Linked DNA regions of Mus musculus: region 2 is linked to region 1. Evidence: chromatin contacts called from public HiChIP or PLAC-seq data. All regions are on one chromosome and are shown on one strand. Each heading gives the region's core, a stretch centred on a gene start, on an enhancer-like site or on the middle of the called end of the contact. The rest is flanking DNA. Distances are from core to core; before and after follow the strand shown.

Evidence for each region. HiChIP or PLAC-seq counts read pairs in DNA pulled down with a chosen protein or histone mark.
Region 2: an H3K4me3 HiChIP or PLAC-seq map of craniofacial prominence shows a contact between it and region 1, with 4 times the contacts expected there. The contact joins the enhancer-like site here to the promoter of Copg1 in region 1. A contact is called at or near these places in 2 of 39 promoter capture datasets (embryonic stem cells and macrophages), 2 of 15 datasets of contacts at CTCF or cohesin (embryonic stem cells and large pre-B cells), 54 of 484 Hi-C or Micro-C datasets (B cells, B-cell progenitors, CD4 T cells and 30 more), 28 of 115 datasets of contacts at active chromatin or transcription factors (Th17 cells, acute myeloid leukemia, astrocytes and 16 more) and 4 of 9 other capture datasets (adipose tissue, liver, macrophages and 1 more).

Annotation. Positions count from the first base shown.
Region 1 is chr6:87,885,703-87,892,034 of GRCm38.p6, reverse strand. Copg1 (coatomer protein complex, subunit gamma 1) reads right to left here and starts at 4,095. Exons shown (of 24, transcript NM_017477.2): 1 at 3,963-4,095; 2 at 2,912-2,964; 3 at 2,298-2,378; 4 at 2,008-2,079; 5 at 1,766-1,845; 6 at 11-86. The coding sequence starts at 3,999.
Region 2 is chr6:88,112,241-88,118,572 of GRCm38.p6, reverse strand. No RefSeq gene overlaps it. Among named protein-coding and RNA genes, the nearest start is that of Mir6376, 11 kb to the right of the region's middle. RefSeq lists an enhancer at 1,190-1,748. Within about 2 kb of position 3,947, at least 42 of the 459 cell types and tissues checked have an H3K27ac peak or open chromatin away from gene starts, as enhancers often do. A contact at or near this core is called in bone marrow-derived macrophages, brain, cerebellar granule neurons and 4 more, where this site is marked.

The DNA.
Region 1 (6,332 bases), core at 2,846-5,345:
AAGGACTCACGTCAGTGATCTGGCAGAGGGCACGGACAGCAGGACCGCGGTAATTATCCTCTTTCCCAGTCATGTCTTTTGTCAGGCTGCCGGGGAAAGGAGGCACTGTTGACATGCGGGGGTCATAGGCCATCCTTCTTCTCTAGTCCACACCACCACACCAGTGATGTGATTACCACACCAGTCTGCTAGCTACTGCTCCCTTCTGTTCTCACCCCTCCAAGCCAAACAACAGCTCCAGGGAGTTTCACGGAATTCAAGACAGACTACATGCTTGCAATCCCAGCACTCAGGGACAAAGGCAGGAGGATCGCCATCAGCTCAAGGATTCATAAGCAGCAAACAGAGCAGTGTCTCAGTGAGATGCTTTCCTCTGCAGGCCTCTCACCTGCCACTGCTCAGCCTGGACCTTTCTCCTTCCCAATCTAGCTCATGCTGGAGATCTTCTCTGATCCAAAGTCAAGCTGTTGTCTGAAGGAACTCTGGCCAGCCTGAGCATGGTGAGCATGGCTCTGGCAGCCTTGGCCCTTCTCCCCCATCCCTTCTGCCTTGTGAAAAGCCACTAGATCACATTTCTAAAGCTATCTGCCAGGGATCATTCCTTGTTAGCCACATCCTCCTACTGAGGCTGACTACATAGGTCCAGTAATCAAAAGCCAGCTTTGGCTCACCTAATTAACATGTCCAATTACAATTAAATACCTCCTCCTAACACTTTCCCCCCTTTAACTTTATTACTATTTGCCTATTGGCCATGTCTGTCTCCTCTCTATCCAGGACGCCACTCCAGGACAACCATCCCTGCCCCTTCTCCCTTGTTCCTTCCCCTTCTCCCTCATCTTCTGTCTGTCTCTTATTCCCTTTCCTCTGTCCTTCTGGAGCAAATAAATCTCCTTTATGCTAAGAATTTGGTCTTCCGGGTCCTTCTGTTCTGTTTTCATAGTCTTTTACAGTTCCATAAACCATGTTAGAGCCCCACTGCCTGATTATTTGCTGGTAAATCCTAAGGCTACAGAGACTGTGAGTTATATAACAGTTTCCTCCGGGACTGAAGCATTCCATCCTGCCGGACAGCACCTCAAACTCTCTGTAGCTGGACTGACAGACGGGTTTATGCCTCCTGATGTGGATGCTAAGAAATCAGCCAGAGATCTTAACCCCTGAGCTATCTTTCCAGCCCCAGGAAATATCAATGCCCCTGACTCTGGCTGTATGGTCCCTCTCCTCAGATAGCAATGTCAAGAAGAAATAGAAGAACTGGGTAAGAGGCAGGGATGTTGTGTGGTTTTGTTTTATTTCATTTTTTGGAGACATCTTGCTATGTAGCCCAGGCAGGTTCAAACTGGCAGCCATCCTCCTGTTTCTCCCAAATGCTGGGAGAACAAGTGTGCAGCACCAGGTCCAGCTGTGACTCTCAGTTCTCCAGGACACGGAGTATATATTCGTGACGTCTGTCCCTAAATTACTCAGCCTAGCGCAGAAACCAGTACTGGCTAATAGACTTGCTCATTAACTTCCTGCACCCTGTTTTTCTTTTCCTTAGCACTATCTAAAGACTTATGAAAGCTCCATGCTGGTTGTATTGTCTAAGGAGGAAGAAGAAAGGCAAGGCCTAGGAAGTGAGAAATAAGCAGACCATTCTAGAGGCTGGCATAGGGTGGGCTAAGAGGAAAGGGCACAGAACAGATGTCAAAAGGCTCTTGGCTGTACATGTTGTCTCTGTCAATGGATCCCACCAGAGGAGCCACCCCTGCCCAAGACATGCCTGCTTGTCACAATGATGACATCCTCAGCGATGCAGGACATCTCCTTGATGGTCAAATAGCACATGCGGCGGAGTGTGGGCTGAAAAAGGCATGGAGAAGACCTGATCAGCTTGGTGGGAGAGGATTAGAGTCAGGAGAAGCCTGATTCTGTGGACGGCAGTCTATACTGACAGGCAGACCTCCTGCCACCCTGCCATGGGTGCAACATCTGCAGAAACGCACAGATCATCAGTGTACTTACATCATTGGACTGGAAGAGCTTGGTCATGGCAAAGAAAGCCTCAGTTGCTTCCGTGGTCCCCAGGTGCTCCCCCTGTGGGAATCAGAAAAGCCACAGGTTTGGACAGGAGGTCAGTAGGCTAGACCTTTGGAGCCTGCAGGCACTTGAGCACAGGCAACAAATGAGAGCCGGAAACTTAAGAGGACCCAGGCCTAGACTGTTGGTTCCAATCACAGAGCTGTCAAAAGCGTAAGGGTACATCTCCATTTACACAACCTCCCCTGTATTCCCTGCCAAGTTCATCTTGTTACCTGGTTTATGAGATAAAGGATCTTGGTGAGGATGTGAGCACATTTCCGGGGATTGATGGGAGTTTCGTTAAAGACCCGAGCCTGTGAAGAAGCAACCATTACCTCTAGCCTAGTACACTTTTCTACCACAGCTGCCCCTCAGTTCATGAAGGGCCTAGAGAACCATAGGGTACGTATTAACTCAGTCCACATAAATGTATTCTCAAGTGGGAAGAGTTTATTTATTTATTTAAGATTTTATTTAAGTATACGAGTACACTGTCGCTGTCTTAGACACACCAGAAGAGGACATCAGATCCTATTACAGATGGTTGTGAGCCACCATGTGGTTGCTGGGAATTGAACTCAGGACCTCTGGAAGAATAAGCAGCCAGTGCTCTTAACCGCTGAGCCATCTGTCCAGCTCCCAAGAGTTTATTTTTCTTAATTTATCTACTAACCATACCAGAAGTCTTCCCTTGGGCTGCCCTAATACTAGCCACACTAGCAAATACAATGAATAAAGTCCCATCTTCCTGGACCCAGGCTTTATAAACCAGCACTCCATGTATGTTAGTATCTGACAGCAGGGCTGGCAGGTATTCCTGACCAGACACAGGCATGGTGGCACTTGCCTCTTGGAGTACGGCACTCTTCTCCAGGTGCTGGAGGGGGTTGGAGCCTCCACCTGCAGTGCACAGAGAAGACTGATTACGGTTGTGATCTTGAATGAACTGCTTTTCTCCTTTTTCCTGTGCTGACACAGACTCTCATGTATCGCATGCTAGCCTTTAACTCAAAATGTAGCAGAGGTCGGCTCTTGTGCATCTGATCTTCCCGCCTCGGCCTCCTGGTTTACATGGTACTGTGGATCATACACAGGGCTTCACCCAAGCTAAGCAAGCACTCTATCAACTGAGTTACAGCCCCGAACTGTGACCCTAAACCTGCCAAACACGAGGAAGAGAGAAGGAAGTCTCTATCATCTACCAGAGGCCGTCAAGGCTCTCTCACAGTCACCTAAGCATTCTTTCTGAGCATTTTAGGGTTCAATAATTGGCACTGATCTATGCAACCAGAACTTAAATGAATCTATGTGTCGGAGACAACCAACACTAACTAACCTGTGACTGAGTTTCCCTGACAGCAGATATTACATTAAAAAATTATGCATGCGATTATCTGGTTACTGTCTGGGCTCTCCATCCTAACATTCCTATTGCAGGCATCTAGTATCGAACTTGCTTTAGCTACTGTAATATTATGATCAGTGAGGTGCCTGATGTTCAGTAATTGTAGTTTATTGAATGAATGAAACGGTCAGGGTTATTAACTGTAGGACTGGTTACACCCAGATAGGCAAAGAATTATCGCAGCAAATACCAAGAGGTCGGGTGAAATGCAAGGTAACATCCAGCCTGGGAACCTCCTCTGACAAGATGGGGAAACTGAGGCCCAGAGAGGAGTGTTACCCGCACAAGGTCACGCAGAAATCCTGGCCAGAGCTGGAGAGGGCAAACAGCACGTTTCCTCCGAGAACAGATATAGATGGACCTGCGCACAAGCCCCTGCCCCTCTTGGGCCTCGGATCTGGCTCTGACAGAGGCCCGGAAGAAGGAAGCCAAGGAAGGTCCCATGAACCCCTACGAGGATCTGACCTCCCCAGGTCTTTCAAGGGGCCCTCACCAGACTCCTCGTCCTTCTTGTCGAATTTCTTCAACATGGTGTCAGCGGTAGCTCCACGCAGCAGGAAGATGCTCAGAGTAGCGGTGAGAACAGCTTCTCCCTGCGGCTTCCGTACTCCCGCCCGCCACGTCGCCCTGAGCACTGCACTATGGACTGCGCCTGCGCACTCTGTTGTCTGCGCCTGCGCACAACTGCGCCCACCTTTTTCATTGCCTGTCCGGAGATTGCCAAAACCTAGGTGGAAGAGGGCGGAAGGGGAGGGGTGAGACCCAGGAAAGTGGGCGTGGCTAGACACTGGAGGCGGAGCCTAGACCTGCGGTTGCGGGTGCTCCGCTTCTGCGCCCCCTTGTGGTCCTGTGGCTGCTGTGTTTGCAGTTACCCCTGGCTGAATTTAAAGGGCATTCTGATGGGAGGGTTGCATGCAGCACGCTGACCCCATACATGTTCCCTGCTACTCTTTATTGTCATTTTCCGGAAGTAAGTCTCACTAATAGGTTATTTTTCCGCCACCGGTAAAATGAGCCAATTCAAGTCAGGTTAGAATATTTTAAGGGCAAATTTATTGGGAAGCTGCTCTCAAACAAGTTCACTGGCCCCAAGGATTGAGGCCAGAGGAGTCACCATGACAGAGATGGTGGTGAGAGGGAAAAGGGCATCTGTTGCTAGCCAAGGAACCGATTCCATCCGAGTCTAGCTTTGTAAGGCAATGAATAGAGTTATGTACATTTGTGCTTTAACATTGAGATATAACTGGACATAGCGAGTAATTTCAACACTCATGAGGCAGAGAAAGGAGGATGAGAAGTTCAAGGCCATCCCCCTGCACCAGACCTACATGACTTCCACCTCAAAAAATAGAGCCAATGAGATGGCTCAGCCGCTAAGTTAAGGTGCTTGCTGCCAAGTCTGAGGGCCAGGTTCAGTTGTGAAAATTATTAAATGAGTCTTTTCTACCAAATACTATAAAACTTGTGGTTTGACAAGGAATTCAAATATTGTTGCTGACAAATTGGCCCACAGAGAAGATGAGTATTAGGCAAGGGGAGAGGGTGAGGCAAGCCAAGCCAGATAGTTAGGGGAATTTAGCAGCTCTGACTTGATAGCAATCAGGCCATTTCTGTAACTCTGACTTACTTATTAGAGATCAGGCCATTTCTGTTGCTCTGACTGACTAGCAACCAAGAGCGTCTTTATTTACACAAGTTTCACAGAACAAAGACAAGCTAATGATTATCCAGTAGTACAAAATATGTCTGACTTATCATTACATAACCAGGGTTAAAAGCTCAGTTACAAATAGAAAATATAAACAACAGATTTTATTCTTATTATCTGCCCTATAACACCAATTTAAAGAATCTAAAGACTGTCTCCTCCAAAACAAACACACTTACTATGTGGCAGGCTGCTTGTAGGCTGGCAGTGTTTGCAGTTTTAAAGCACTCCAGACAAACAGGAAATATCTGAATTGGTCTTTTTATGAGCTGCAAAGATGACTATCTAACTTCATTATATGTTTTATCATGTAAAACATGATTAAACATGATAAACATAGTAGAAAATGTTTATTTTAGTCAATATAAATTGTTTACTGAGTTTATTCCTCCAGGGGTATGCCCTGTATGACTCCCTGTCTTTAAACTCCATTTTCAGAGAGCTTTAAGCCTATAATAAAAAAGAGACATTGAATCTGTAATCTATTTTGGACAGAGTTCATCAATTGTCTGTTTGCCCTCCATCAGTTATCCTTCGTGAGTTTGCTCAGGGGCCGATACCCCAAGCCGATTCCTGGAGTAATGGCCTCATGGAGCTATGTGCTTATCTGTGGTTAATGATCTCCAGGGCATAAGGAAGACTTCCAAATAAAGTTAATTTTAGGATTTTTCTTAAAGACTCAGACATAATTCATAATTTTCCCCAGGAAAAGACATAAACTGAATCATAACACATACAGTCCCCAAGAATGCAACATGCAGGGAACAAAACCAAAAGTTAGAGTTAGAAGAGCATCGATTGCAGCAGTTGGCTCGCTCGGCTTTGCTGGAACTGTGTGAGGTAGCCAGTGAGCATGGCTGTACCACCTAGCAATGCTTCATAGTACTTTTTTCTCTTTTTTCCAAGACAGGGTTTCTCTGTGTAGCCCTGGCTATCCTAGAACTCACTCTGTAGACCTCAAACTCAGAAATCCACCTGCCTCTGCCTCTGCCTCTGCCTCTGCCTCTGCCTCTGCCTCTGCCTCTGCCTCTGCCTCTGCCTCTGCCTCTGCCTCTGCCTCTGCCTCTGCCTCTGCCTCTGCCTCTGCCTCTGCCTCTGCCTCTGCCTCTGCCTCTGCCTCCCAAGTGCTGGGACTAAAGGTGTGCGCCACCACTT
Region 2 (6,332 bases), core at 2,698-5,197, 230 kb before region 1:
TGGTCACTTCTGGCATCTGTGCACCCGAGGTGCTGTACATACATAGAAACAGAAGAATGCACATACAATAAAAATAAACAGCTTTTAAAACTTCACTTTTAGCCGGGCGTGGTGGCTCACGCCTTTAATCCCAGCACTCAGGAGGCAGAGGCAGGCGGATTTCTGAGTTCGAGGCCAGCCTGGTCTACAAAGTGAGTTCCAGGACAGCCAGGACTATACAGAGAAACCCTGTCTTAAAAAACAAAAACAAAAAAACAAAAACAAAAAAACAAAACAAAAAAAACCCAAAAAACAAAAAAAAACTTCACTTTTATGATCATGAAATGCAGACATATGATCATAGATATTATTGGATCAAATGCCAGAAAGGGATTTTAGATCAGAGGTCAGAAACAGGTAGTGAGCAGAGATCAATGCATTATATATATATATCACACTTGGGCCCATGAGAGCAAAGAACCAGATGCATAGTTTGTCAAGCATTCCCCAAGAGCATGTGCTACAAGTGTGATGTGCCTGATGTGCCTGGTACATCTGTACACAGAGACAGACACAGAGAGAGACTGAAAAAGAAGAGTGAACAGGCGTTTATGCTGCCTCGGCTAACAGTTTTTCACTTTTGAATTTATTCCTCAATAAAAATGAAATTAAGGAGCCAAGTGGTGGTGATGCACGCCTTTAATCCCAGCACATGGGAGGCAGAGGCAGGTGGATCTCTGAGTTCAAGGCTAGCCTGGTCTAGAGTGTGAGTTCCAGGACAGCCAGGGCTACACAGAGACACCCTGTCTCAAAAACAAAACAAAACACAACAAAACAAAACAAAAAAGCAAAACAACAACAACAATAATAGTAATAATGATAGAGATGCAAACAGATATGACCACCATGTACCCTTACCAGGAAAAAGAGGAGCGACCTTTGCAGCAGCATGGACCATACAAGTCCCTGATGGTGTTTGGGTGTGTTACCATGCAAAGGTAATACCTCACTAGCAGTAGTAAGGCTATTAGGATCGTCCCCATGAAAGAGGCAAGGGAATAACTGGGTTAGCCCAGGAAGTGCCACAGGTCTACAGCACCGCACAGCCTCCCTTAATTAAGGACAGTAATCCTGGCTTCCTGTGCCCACGCTGATTTCAGAGCTCTGGCACGACAGGGTCTAGCCATATGCTGCCTCTCCTGAGCCCCACCCTGAGCCTGATCCCTGCTAGGTTGGTGGGAGGGGGCTAGTGAACCATGTATCATCTGCCAGCAGAGGCCTGGGTGCTGCCAGGGGTGGGGGACTGCCACCCCCCAGGCAGTGGACAGGGCCTCTCGCATCCGTTACTTGCCCCCGGGCCACGTTCTGCCCACCGCACAGCAGTGATAGATAGTTTGTGAAACACCCCGAGCTTGCGGTTGACCAGAATTCTGAAATAATTCCATTGAGACCGGAATTCATGCAATGCTCTGTATCCTGATGTGGTAAAGAAGGTGGCCCACGGGGTGGCGGGGGGAGGCAGGGGCTGTGAAGGCCCAGGGATGGTGAGACAGCCATCAGGCCCTGCAGCAGGGGTTCTGCTGGCCCCCCTCACCCACGGGCTCCGGAAGGCCCATCTGACAGGAGCAGGGCCCTGATAAGCGCCACCTGACCATGAGGCCCCAGGCAGAGAGATTAATGCTCAAATTGTCAACAGCCTCCCACGACATACCCCATGGGGGAGCAGGGGCCAAGAAGAGACAACCGGGAAAGGACAGAAGAGATGTCAGCGAGAAATGGACAAGAGGAAGGCTCAGTCTCCCTGCCTCCTGCGCTCAGCTTGCTACGTCAACCCACACTGGCCTGGGTTGGCCTACCAGGGCAAGATGCCAAGACTTGAGGCACAGCAAGCATCATGGCGCTCAGTCATGTTCCAAGCTGGCCCCAAGCCTGAGCAGGCCCTGGCTATGTTATACAGGAGGATGGCTGGTAATCTGCCAACATCCAGGAAGCCTCGGGGCTTCTCTAGGCAGGCAGGTCAGCTCCGGAGCCTCCTCTCCTGGGCCAGGACTCCAACCCTATCAGCCCCTGGCTGCTGTCCTGGATGGAACGTGGGTTTCCCCTGCATGGGTCCCCGCCTCATTCTTCGGCAGACTGGTATCATATCTGGGTTTGGCAGTCGCTGGGCCATTACATTCAGGACTCGCTGCAGTCCTCAGGTTCCGGCTGACTAAGGTTCCTAAGCTGTGGGGAAACCAGAAACTCAAGAGATGGGTTTTCTACGAAGCAAAATGTATTCTCTGAATGCCTTCCCTGTGCTCTGTGGTTATCTAACGCCCCCATCCCTGTCTTCTTAAGGGAAAACCCGCCCTCCCCCCCCCTTTTTTTTCTGAAGAAAGGGTGATCTGAGAAATCAGTGTCATAAAGCCAGACCCTGGGTCTCTCACCCGCTCCACGGTGACTGGGTTTTGAATTTCCATCTCTATGTGCATTTGGGTTTTCACTGTGTGTTGTATTTCCAGCTTTGCCTTAGAAGCTCTACTCCGCTCTGGCAACCCAGGCCACTGCCCTTCTCAGCCCTGAACCAGGAGCAGAGCAGTGGCCACCCTTGAAGAGGACAGTGCCATCCGTCTTGACTGTCCTGCAGCACCTGAGTGTGTTAGCATGTCCTCTGGCCTCTATGGTGGGCAGATGGTCCCCTCTGTTCCCCTCTGTCCCATCCAAGGACAGTAGGGACTCCAAATGTCAGGCCAGGTGCTGTCCCAAAGGGCACAAACAGGCATGGGTGCCCTTGAGGAGGTCAGAGACACGGTCTGTCTCCATTTCCATGTGTGTCCATTTTCTCATTAAGTTGCCAAGGACAGATGTCACAGCCTCAGGACCTTGGGAGCCAGGCTGGAACCAAAGGGGAATTCTGGGAAAAGGAACAGAAAGAATGGGAGAAAATATACAGGAAGCCTTGGTACACCAGGTTAGTGTCCATCAGAACTGACTCCAGACACAGACAGTAATGTGCAAATACCTTCAGACATTAAACGTTGAACCCGAACTCATGGATTTTATTTCTTTGAAACAGAGTTTCATTCTGGAGTCCAGAATGGCCTTGCTCTCCTTCCGAGGACAACAGGCCTACGCCACTCTATATATGCAGCTTTGAATTCAAGTTGATTTTTTTATTTCTTTTGTTTTGTTTTAATTTGACCTGATGTTTTGAGGCAGAGTCCTATGTAACCCAGGTTAGTCTCAAACTCAACAAGTAGTCAAAGATGCTCTTGAACTCTTCTTAATCCTCCTGCCTCCACTTCCCCAGTTCTGGAATTATACATATATGCTGTCACATTCCGTCCTGAATTTAACTTGTAATAATGTTAACAGAATGTCATACAGGGAAGATTCAGCTGCTGGGAGGAACCTCATTGGGAAAGAAGGAGAGGCACACACATACTCATTCACACACACACACACACACACACACGTTCACACACATACATACACACACTCACACATTCTCACTCTCTCACACACATACACACTCATACATGTGCATATACATACTCTCTCACTCTGTCTCTATGTCTCTGTCTCTCTCACACACACATACATACTCACATACACACACACATACTCTCTCTCACACACACACACATACACACTCACACACGTGCATACACACATTCTCTCACTGTCTCTCATTCTCTCTGTCTCTCTCTCTCTCTGTCTCTCTCTCTCTCTGACTCTCTCTCTGTCTCTCTCTCTGTATGTCACACACACCTCCCCTCCATAGCCATCCTGTGCAACATCTTCAATGCATGCTGTGTGGATCTGGGTCTGGCCCAGGCCACGGGAGCTGATGTGGAGCAGAGCACAGAGACATACAGTTAAAACGAAACCCTCCAGGGAATCCACTAAGAAAGCTCTAGGTGGGTAGGAGAGTGGGAGGAAGGTGGGGCTTCCGCTCTCTTTTCTGTGCCTTCTGGACAGTTTGAAGGCTTGCTATGAGCATGCATTGTTTTTACAATTGAAAACACATGTGCACCTCCTGGAGCCTACAGAGGAGTGCTGCAATGGGCCCAAAGGACAGAGGAGGAGGGAGGTGATAGCAGATGAAGTATAAGCTTGGGTGTGGAGACAGAAAGCTTCACGCCGGGTAGGCCTTCTCCATACACTCATGGGGGCCCCACTCATACTGGGCCCCAACCAGCCACCAGAGTCTTCCAGTGGAGCAGGGTGAGGGCCGAGGCCCGGGTCCTGTCTTGCTCCGTTGGCCCTCTGTGCTTGGATGCCTGTTCACTGGAGCACTCAGCTCACCTCCCACGGACTCGCTCTCTGGAGCTCCTGACATACCATTCATGAGCTGACCACAGCCACCTAGGACCCCACAACCCCACATGGAGTCGGGCTAGCCTAGGAAAGAGGAAAGGGCAGCTTTGTCCCAGCAGCCAGGCTTGGGAGGACAAGCCTCTCATGTGACATACATATTCCTGCTGAGTAAATCACTCCAAGGATCAAAGAGCCACCGTGGTCTGCTGGCCCATCAACCCTAGTCTCGACTTATCGGCTGCTGCCTCTGATGCCCAAGGCCAGCAGAACATTCTGGCCCCCATGGACCCAACCCCCAGTGATTACCCAGAATCCCCGGGGGGGGGGTGCTGACCCAGTCAGATGGGTCCCCTGCTTTCTTGATCACACAGATCCTGTTTGTGACCTACCACTGTTTTCTGTCTTGGGGGTTCAGAGAGCATATTTTGTTTTGTTTTATGAATTTTGGCTTTCTGTTGTTGTTGCTGTGCAGAGCCCTCATAGGTACCTGACAGCAAGGGCTGAGGGCTTCAGCTCTTCAGCTCTTTCTCATTCTCAGTGTTCCCTGGTGTCCTCAATAACAACTTCTACTCTGATGATTGCAGGGGGTGTAGCTGGCAGGAACTAATGGGGGCTGGGCTGTGCTTCAGTACCCTAGTGCACCCAAGCTCTGGGTCCCATCCCTGCACCAGGAAGAAGTCAGAAAGGAACCAGTGGTGTAAGGGCCCAAACCTAGAATGTGAACCTGTCAACAAGGTGACTGTCTGGGGCCTCACTCATCCCTGATCCTCACCGGAGCCCTCTGCGCTGGATCTCAGGATGAGCCTACGTCAGATCAGAGCGTGAGGCCAGCAAGGCCACCCACAGCCAACGTGGGCAAAACAGGGACGAAGGGTGAGAGGCCCCAGTATCCAGGCTCCTTCCATCTCTGCATGCAGACACCCACCCTCTGTCCACCCTGAGGCCCAAGCAGGGGTGGATTTGCAGGGTTTGGAGTGCCCTCTAGTGGCTACAAGGCTCCAATTCAACCCCTACCCGAACCCCATATAGCAAGGTGAAACCCAGCTCTTCCCTGACCCTGTGCCCTGGGGCCAGAGACACCAATTCACTTTGCAACAAGAAAATCAAGGGATAGGCCACATGCACAAAACAACCAGAGCAGCCAGAGGTGCTGCCCCGCAGTGCTGTGGTACATTCCAGGGGCTACAGCCTTCATTGAGTGCCTGCTACCTGCTCTGTGACCTCAAAACAAGAGATTATTCTCTTCTACAGACAAAACTCAAAGTTGCTCTACATCCCTGATCTAGAAAATGTCCAGAGCAGTCCCCACATGTCACTGTGCAGAGAGGCATAGAGGACCCCAGTCCTCTGCTGGGGGCTGGAGGACACCAGTGCTCTGTGAGCTGCCAGGCTGCATCTTCTTATCATTAGCACTGTAGTGTGTTCCTGTTACCCAGCTGGGACTGCCACCACCAAAGGAGCCACCCCACTGGCAGACTCATTTCAGGCTCACACCACTCTAAGGAACAAACATTATTGCATTTTAAAGATGGAAACAAAGTTCCTAGCGGTTGGATGACTTTGCCAAGGCTACAGGTCCCGGAAGACAGCTGCAGCATCCCACCTAACCCAACCCTACCTTTCTATTTGCTTCCTAGTGAGGGTTTATTTTCCAAACCTTTGTAAATAGCCCCCACACCCACCTTTAAGAAAGCTTGGCAGCCAGACATGCTAGCGAGTGCCCTTAATGCCACAGGGGTTGGGTTAGGGAAGATGGCAAAGGTTTGAGGCCATCTCTGTTTGAGGCCGGCCTGCTCTGTAAGAGTTTCGGGCCAAGCTGGGAGGTGGTGACATCTACCTTTAGGGAGACAGAGGCAAGAGGATCTTTGAGTTTGAGGCCAACCAAGTCTACAGAGCAAGTTCCAGGACAGCCAGGGATTCACTGAGAAATCTTGTCTCAAAAAACAAACAGCAAATAGAGTTCCAGGCCAGCCAGGGCTGCAAAATGAGATCCTGTCTAGCACTGATTGATTGATTGATTGACTAATATGGAGAGAAAACAGTGAAAACCAGAC